Linked DNA regions of Zea mays: region 1 is linked to region 2. A link is a contact called in public Hi-C data. All regions are on one chromosome and are shown on one strand. The core of a region is the stretch at or near the end of the contact, and the rest is flanking DNA. Distances in the headings are between cores, read along the strand shown.

Region 1 (3,834 bases), core at 644-3,143, 160 kb before region 2:
ATGTTGTGATTATCCACGTACCTGGCTGATATCCAGGGTACAATAGCAATCTATTTAACGAAGTTGTTCTCGGTGCAGAGAAGCTAACATGAGGGACGTCAGTGAGCAGACGAATTCTAGGGTCACGTGGCTGAGCATGCTGTCTCTTGTTGTTTGCATTGCAGTCTCTGTTTTACAGCTGTGGCATCTACAACAGTACTTCCGAAAGATGAAGCTCATCTGACCTGATGTCTGAAATATAGTGCTCTGCAATAAGCTTATCTTCATCTTTTTTTTTTTTGCATATGAGATCTGGTAGTTCCACCGTCGAGCCTAGCAATTGTAAATAAAATGGTATAACAAACTGAAATCCCACACATGAGACTGCTGTTTTCCTTGTTCGACTTACTTTTGCAGCGTGCAAAACAGTGTTTTTTCTTTCCTTTTCTTCCATGGACAACTCAGGGATGCCTCTGCTACAACTACAAGCATGGACAACCTCATTGTGCCACTGACGCACTCGCCACAGCCACGAGGAAATCCCTGTAGTCACTCCCAGGCAAGTTTTCTTGGATGTATTCTGCGAGGCTCTTCCCGTAACTACTCTGGAACGCTGATCTGATCTCGTCTATACCGACATCATCGCTGCCCAAGATAGCCCTCGTTACCATCCTCGTATCAGTCGCTGCGGGTAGCATACTTCTGTGCAGTAACTGGAAATATCAAGGGCAGAAGAATGAATAAAAACACAGGTACAGAACAGTCTGCCTTTAATTTGATACCGATCCATGGGTTTCTGGGATTTTGTTACCTTGGAGTAGTACTTGGAAGGGTTGTAGATGCACTTGACAACGACTCTGAGGGGTCCTTCGAATTCGCCAGACCCGTTTATCTTCAGTGCCTGCATGCGTACAAATTGTTGCAAGGGTAGCCAAGAAAACAGAGTCATTGAGGCTGCATGAGGTGGATGGCATGGCACCATGTGGTGTAGCTGACGAGACGAGTCCACTTGCCTTGGTGTAGTCATGCCCATATATGTGCTTGTAGCTGCAGAAGGCCAGCCTGAGCTGCGGGATGCTCCTCTTGCTGAACATCTCGAGGATCACAGCCTCGTCGACGACGGAACCAGAACCAGCACCAGCGCCGCTGTTCTTGGTGTCGTGCAGCCTCCTCGCGTCGCATTTCGCCACGTGCTGGCTGAGGTCGTCGTGGTGCGACCTGCGGGACGCCGCGAGAGCCAGCAGCAGCTGTTGGAACGAACAACGGTGACGGTGGTTAAGTCAGGTGGTCTGACGCCATGACCGCCGCAGAGAAGAGAAGAAGCGAAAGAGAAAAGAAGGACGGGCACGTGCCCTGTGGTAAGGGTGAGACGGCTCGGTGGCCATGTCCTGGTCCAGGCTCCTCCTGAACCTGACCGCGTAGGCCTGCTTGGTGAAGAAGAGCTGGTCCTGCTTCCGGCGCGTGAACACCTCGACGAGGGCGCGGTAGCCGGCCGCGGTCACGCCGCCCTCGACCGCCTCCCGCGCCACGACCGCGTCCCGTTCCGCCGGCTCCAGCGCCCACAGGTAGAGCAGCTTGGAGAGCTGGAGGAGTGGAAGGAGGGAATTCAAGTTAAACCGCTCGCCGTGAGCCTGACTCTGGTCTGTGGGTTTTACCTCGTCCACCTGGTTGGTGTTGGGGGCCGCCAGGGTGCCGTGCAGCGTCGCGGCGAGGTCCTCGCCGAACCTGGCACGGTACGCCGCCCTGATCTGCTGCCTCTCGGCGGGGCTCCGCGGAGCCAGCAGGAGGCCCAGGCGCCGCGGCGCGCCGCACGTGCGGCGGATCTCCCTGCACGCCTCCTCAGACCCTGCAGCAGAGGCCATGGCCGCCGCCGCCGTCTGAACGAAGTGTTCGATGTAGAGACTGGCCCTGGCCGGTTGGCCCGTCCAGCACGCGCGGCCGTATAAATACTACCAGACATTGCTCGCGGTTTCTGAACAAAGGGAAAGCTATCTGATTCTGGAATGGAAATGGAAACGAGCGGCCGCAAACGCCGGGTCGTACTCGGTGATTTGAGAGACGCTGATGATATCTGGGCATCAGCCTTTTCAGCTTCTCGTTAATCTTCCTTTTTTTTTTTGTGCAGTGAAATGTACGAGCATTTCGCAGGTGTGGTCATTCACAGGCTCGTACGTCAGTGATTGCCAGTACGAGTAAACAAACGTGCGCTGCAAAGGCAGCCCACTCAAGTGTGTAAAACGGGATCCATAAAGCTGGCCCTTTTCGTGGCGGATCCACACTACATTCACCTACTTTTGCGGCTGCTGAGTGGGCGCCCGTTCCGTTCGTGGATTCCCCGTAGACGACGAGTCAAGTCCGCCTCTCTGGGTCTGGGGCTCTGGGCGGTGCCTTTGCCTTCCGTTCCCCGAAACGAGATGGATCGCCTGGAAGCCGGAACGGCGGGACAACCCAGTGGCCTTTCGTCGCCGAGCCTTTTCAGCGCCGGCTACTGTACTTTGGAACGGTGCACCTGGGAATGTGCGGATGGTTGTGCATGACTACGATTCCACGAACGACCATGCATACTCCGTGTGGAATCAAGATACACCCCCCGTCCGTCGTGTCTGTCTCCGTCGCCGCTCTCGGCTTCCATGTCGTGGGTGACAGCATGAAGTAACCTCTAAACAAAGGAATGACGATCAAATACGTGCATTAAAGAACGAGATTGTCTACCAAGGAACGAGCTGCTAACGCTCATGTTCAAAGAAGAAACTGGAATTCCAGCTGGCATGTTCTAACTCTAGATTTGTTCAGCCCTATGTTGTGACAGCACACCCTGACACCCAGGCAAGAGACTGTGAAGGGGCACAAAGATTAAAAGTTTATGACAACTAATGCGATGGTATATCTGATACAAAGGCTTAAAGGTAGTAGTCATGCAATAGGTCACTTAAAACTCCACTAGAATTGCTGGCGACAAGTAGTCACAAATTTTGCATAGGATAGAGGGAAAGGGGAGCAGTCAAGTGAACCAGGAGCATCCTCGTTTCACGTTGGTCCATTTACATCTAGCGTCGTCCCCGGGGCTTCGACCTTCCTTTCTGCAACATTCAAAATGGGTAAACATGGTGTAAGGCGAAAAGGCGAGTTTGGCAACACGAAGGCAGAACCAACTAAAAGCGTGTGTCAGTTTTACTCACGGATGCACCACCAAAGCTGGAACCTGAAGCTGTAGCTCCACCTGAAAAGAAAAATACATAGATGTGTCATGATCTACAGTTTGTCCTAATGTTGAATAGTCATTTAGAATGAAAGCACTGAACTCAGGATAAACAAGCAACACGCAGGAAAGAAAAACAGTGTTAATACGGTCAATCTATATCAATCAGTAAGTACGTGCAGTTCCAAGTTAGTAGTTGCTTTAAGTAGCATGCAAATTACTAACATGCAGCTTACAGCATGTAATGTTGATTGAGCAAGCATGCGTTACCTCCAAACGGTGTAGAAAATAGAGATGTCCCACCCAAATTAGATGTAGCGCTAGTCCCAAATCCAGGAGCTGGCGTCGATGCTAACGTAGGAGTGGAAGGTGTCCCAAATGGTGTGGTCAACTGAGCCGATCCTGGCGCACCAAAAAGGTTGCCCGATGGAGCTGGAGTTGTTGGAGTTGCAAACAGACTAGACGAGGATGGAGCGGAAGCCGGAGTGCTAAAGGTTGAGAAGGCGCTTGAGGAAGTCGCAGCGGACGGAAAGGAAGGTTGCTGCGGTTGGCTTGTAGCTGGTGCAGCGATCTGTGCCGTGGGCTGCGCAGGGGTAGGCAGATGCAGTGTTGGATGGACCCTTCTGGCAGCTGCTTCTTGTTTAGCTGCTTCTCGT
Region 2 (3,826 bases), core at 1,308-3,807:
AGACTGCGATGTAGCCTCTTTCCCTTCGTATGGTATACTAACTACTTTTACATTATTTCTCTAGTTTTTTTCCAGGCACGTTGATGCTTGCTGCTGTCTAGTTGAAAAGAAAGAGAAATCTGGCGTCCGACACGGAGTAATGCATGCAGTAGCCGCATGCTCAGTTTGCACCGGCCGGGATCGCACCATCGACGTCACTAAAGCTGCTGGCCTGTTGATGATCTGGTATTACTTCTCATTGCTGCTTTATATTAAACCATCAAAAAGTTTGCACCAAGAATGAATCAGCTATCGTTTGTCGCATAATATAAAAAAAGTACAGGAAAAGTAGGAACGGGAGACAGAGGTAGACGAATCGATCGAGAGTTTGGATGGAGCCCATCCATGTTAGAAAAATGTGACATCAGGTTGGACTTGGACCTCATAAAAAAGAAGATTTTCTTTTGCGTCTATCCCCATTCAGGCTTTCACTCCCTTAGTCGTAACTGTTGTAACTCTATGGATTATTTTTCTTCTTCAGCTGCCAGTAGCCTTCGTCCTGAAGCTCCTTGGCGGTTGTCATTCCAACAAGAACGAACCAACAGGGAGGTGCGGGGGATGCAAGAGAAACACTATCGTCTGCACTGCACAGGTCAGGCCGCCGTAGGCTGTGGGCGAAACGAAAGCTATCCAATCTGGCAGACTGATGACTCACTGGCTGAGTGGCAGTGATCGATTCCGGGAATACCCGATGAATTATTGGTAGTAGGTGGTGGGGGAAACGTCTGCCGCCGCCTCGTTCCTGGGCAGAATGATCGCAAATTCGCAAGTCTTCCCCTCCCTCCCAAGCGCAGGAGGTATTATAGTACGCCGAGCGGGCGAGGAGCCGGGAAGCCGCCGGGAAAAGGCACGCCGACGCCGGCAGCTGCACGGCCTTTCAGAGAGAGCGGAGGCCCGCCTTTACTCTCCGTTGCCTTTACCCTCCCTCCGCTTTAGTGCGATGCGTCGTCGGACGTAGGCGCTGATGCAACGCAACTTTCATGGCGCGCGCGTGTTAGCAGACGGTTTTCCATGGAGCGCGTGTTTGATTCGAATTCGAATGAATGCAAATACCTCAGCAGTCGCAGTCGCAGTCGCATGATCAACTTTCAGCAAAGTCGTTAAACTGTGGCTAGCTCTCTCTCTCTCTCTATATATCCGCAAAACGCTTTTTTACCGTCGTCGACTGTTCAGCTAAAGGTCATCATCATCATCATATCTGGAACGCGAGCCTGCTGAATCGACGAGACACGAAGACGACGACACGCGACCTTGGCCCGCCTCCTTTCGCATGCGCTTCGCCGGTCCACGGCCCATCTCTACGCCCAGTCGCCAGGACACACGCGCGACAGGGAACGATCGCGGATCTGTACAGCCGATCGCACTAGTCTAGAACGATTTTGCCCAGCCTGGGACTGGGACTGGGAGCACCTGTCATGGAAAGGTTAGTCGGCTAGCAGTACAAGCCCACAAAGTACATTGTCACGTTTTGTCGGCTTCCATTCGTCCTGTTTCGCGTCTGTGGATCTCTCTCTATTGTTTTTTAACTCGCCTTTCTACGTACAATTTCGACTGCCTGAGCATTAGAGCATACATGCTCGTTTGACTCGGTAACAAATAATAGAACATAATGTTACGTGCTATTGTGTTACGGCCTTCATAGTTCATAACGGTTTCTGACCGAGCTCGGATTGCGTTTGCTACGGGTTACCACTTACCAGTACCTTGTAACAGAGACAGGGGCCCTAATTTGTGGAAGCCGTGGGGAACAGCCTCAAATTGCTTGTCGCTCCTAGGCTCCGTATTCAATAAATCTGCAATAGATTTGATATCCACTATAGATCTACAAAATTTGTGTAGCTGATATTCTAGCTCTAGTTATATATGCCTCCGGACATTTTAGTTAGAACTACGTAGCCCTCCGGATAGAAGTCACACGTCCATGTATGCCTCCTCAGATGACGCGAAGAAAAAAAAAACATAGAGCACGGCTACTCGGCTAGGCGTGGCGACGGCGCAGCCGGGCTTGAGGCCCCGCGCGCGATGGCCCATGGCCCTGGCGGCTGGCGCGACCGGCGGGGCTCGTGGCGGCATGTGGCCCTAGTGTAGTCAAGCCTATCCACAGACGACTAGCGTTGGGCAGGACAGGACCATTCGGGGCGACGAGCTCTACGGGATGGCGCGAAGGGATGGGATCGGCGTGCTCGTCGGCCATGGCTGGGCCGGGCGTCGGAGAGAGGCGAGGCCAGGGAGGAAAAGGGCCGGGTAAAAGAGGACGACGGAAAATAATTTAGAATGAACGGGTGGCAATTCTCTCTCCAACCATACTAAATTTGAGTTCGTCTTGCATCCTCTAATAAAGAGTTTTACCAAAATAGTAAACTGACCTTCAAATCTATCGTTTTGGTAAATTAGAATTTAACGAATCTAGAATGTTTGGTTTTTTTTAAACAAAATAAAGTTATTTTCAATGAATGTAGAGGAAAATATTATATATAGACCGCTGGCAAACAGACACTAAACTCTATGGAGGTGGAGGCCAAATCCGATAATCTACCAGTGGGCCCTGGTTGACAGCCCAACGCACGGCTCTCCTGTGCGCCTCCGATGCCGTTTCCCCGAAGCAAAGGGAGACGAAAGCTCAAAAGGTCCCCCCGCTTCCTGTGGTCCACGCACGCACGCAGGCGGCGGTGGTGCCCATGGCTTCGTGGCTGTTGCTCCCCTTCTCCTCCTTCCCGTGGCCTCCCCCGCCCCCACCAGGCTCCTCCTCCGGCCGCGGCGGCGATGGCGGCGGAGACGGCGGCGATTGGAGGCCGACCGTCGTCGCAGCCTTCGCAGGCGTGCAAGTCGGCCGCGCTCTCCGCCGCCGCTTCGCCGGCCTCCTCCGCTCACCGGTACCGTGCCTCGCCTCGCCTTCCATTTCGTTGTAACTTGGGATGCACACCATGATAGCGTCTACTTAGTCTGTTCCCAACCAAACAGGCCTCAGACCCTCAGTCTGTTGTTGACTGAGCTCTCACGCTCTTTGTTCATTGGATGGCGATTTTTGTGTGTGTGTGTGTGTGCGCGCGCGCTCGATCAAATACTTAATGTCAAGTGAACCTTTCTACTCTAGGAGGTGCGACATCTTGATGCCTTGCCGAAAATGGGTAGCTTTTGGTTTGAAGGATCAGAATCGCTTGCGACATTCCACATTCTTGGCGCGATAGGGATTGTGTTCTCTGCACCTTATGTTTGCAGCTCTGCTCTGTTCAGTGGGAACGGGTCAGGGGGTAGATACATCAGCAACGGGAAGTTGTTGTCCAGACGGCCTCGTGGAATCGATTCCAAGAAGAGGCTCTGGACTAATGTCCTTCTTGCTCTTAATGTCCTGTAAGTCGGTGGACAATTTGAGTTTATGTGATAGTAGCTCCAATCCTTTGGTACATTTGTTGTTTAACACCCTTCCTTTTGCTCTCAACGAAGGGCTTATGTCGCTCAGGTAGCATCACAAGGAAAGCTTCTCATGTGGGGAGCCAAGGTTTGTGTCTTGGTTGGAATTTCTGTTTCAGTTATGCGCTGTTGATTTTGTTAACCTAATACAGTTATGACCATCATTTGCAATGAAAGATCAACAGTCTGATTGATAGAGGGCAATTTTGGCGTTTGGCAACATCATCTCTACTTCATGCAAATCTCACCCACCTTGCAGTATGTTTTTATGTTTGAATTGGGTTTTATATTTCATAGAAAAAATATCAGCTAACTTCCTACCTGTTGGATGTTGTCATAATGATGCAGTTCAATTGTTTCTCTTTGAACTCTATTG

The links. Hi-C and Micro-C count contacts between places; a contact is called where the count stands out from the background.
Region 1: a Hi-C map of endosperm shows a contact between it and region 2, with 4 times the contacts expected there. The contact joins the promoter of LOC100275591 here to the promoter of LOC100191736 in region 2. A contact is called at or near these places in 6 of 25 Hi-C or Micro-C datasets (bundle sheath, ear, endosperm and 3 more).

Annotation. Positions count from the first base shown.
Region 1 is chr2:190,500,717-190,504,550 of Zm-B73-REFERENCE-NAM-5.0, reverse strand. It overlaps LOC100275591, which reads right to left and starts at 1,893. Exons shown (of 5, transcript NM_001365909.1): 1 at 1,635-1,893; 2 at 1,332-1,562; 3 at 993-1,226; 4 at 791-880; 5 at 132-692. The coding sequence starts at 1,841. The coding sequence ends at 480. LOC100282882 (nucleoporin p58/p45) reads right to left here. Exons shown (of 6, transcript NM_001155788.1): 4 at 3,449-3,834; 5 at 3,159-3,199; 6 at 2,668-3,059. The coding sequence ends at 3,027. It overlaps LOC100285181, which reads left to right. Exons shown (of 4, transcript NM_001158075.1): 4 at 79-354. The coding sequence ends at 223.
Region 2 is chr2:190,342,609-190,346,434 of Zm-B73-REFERENCE-NAM-5.0, reverse strand. LOC100191736 reads left to right here and starts at 2,557. Exons shown (of 9, transcript NM_001155169.2): 1 at 2,557-2,912; 2 at 3,134-3,390; 3 at 3,484-3,538; 4 at 3,628-3,708; 5 at 3,799-3,826. The coding sequence starts at 2,718. LOC111590834 (a long non-coding RNA gene) reads left to right here. Exons shown (of 4, transcript XR_002749972.1): 2 at 65-225; 3 at 318-407; 4 at 521-1,339.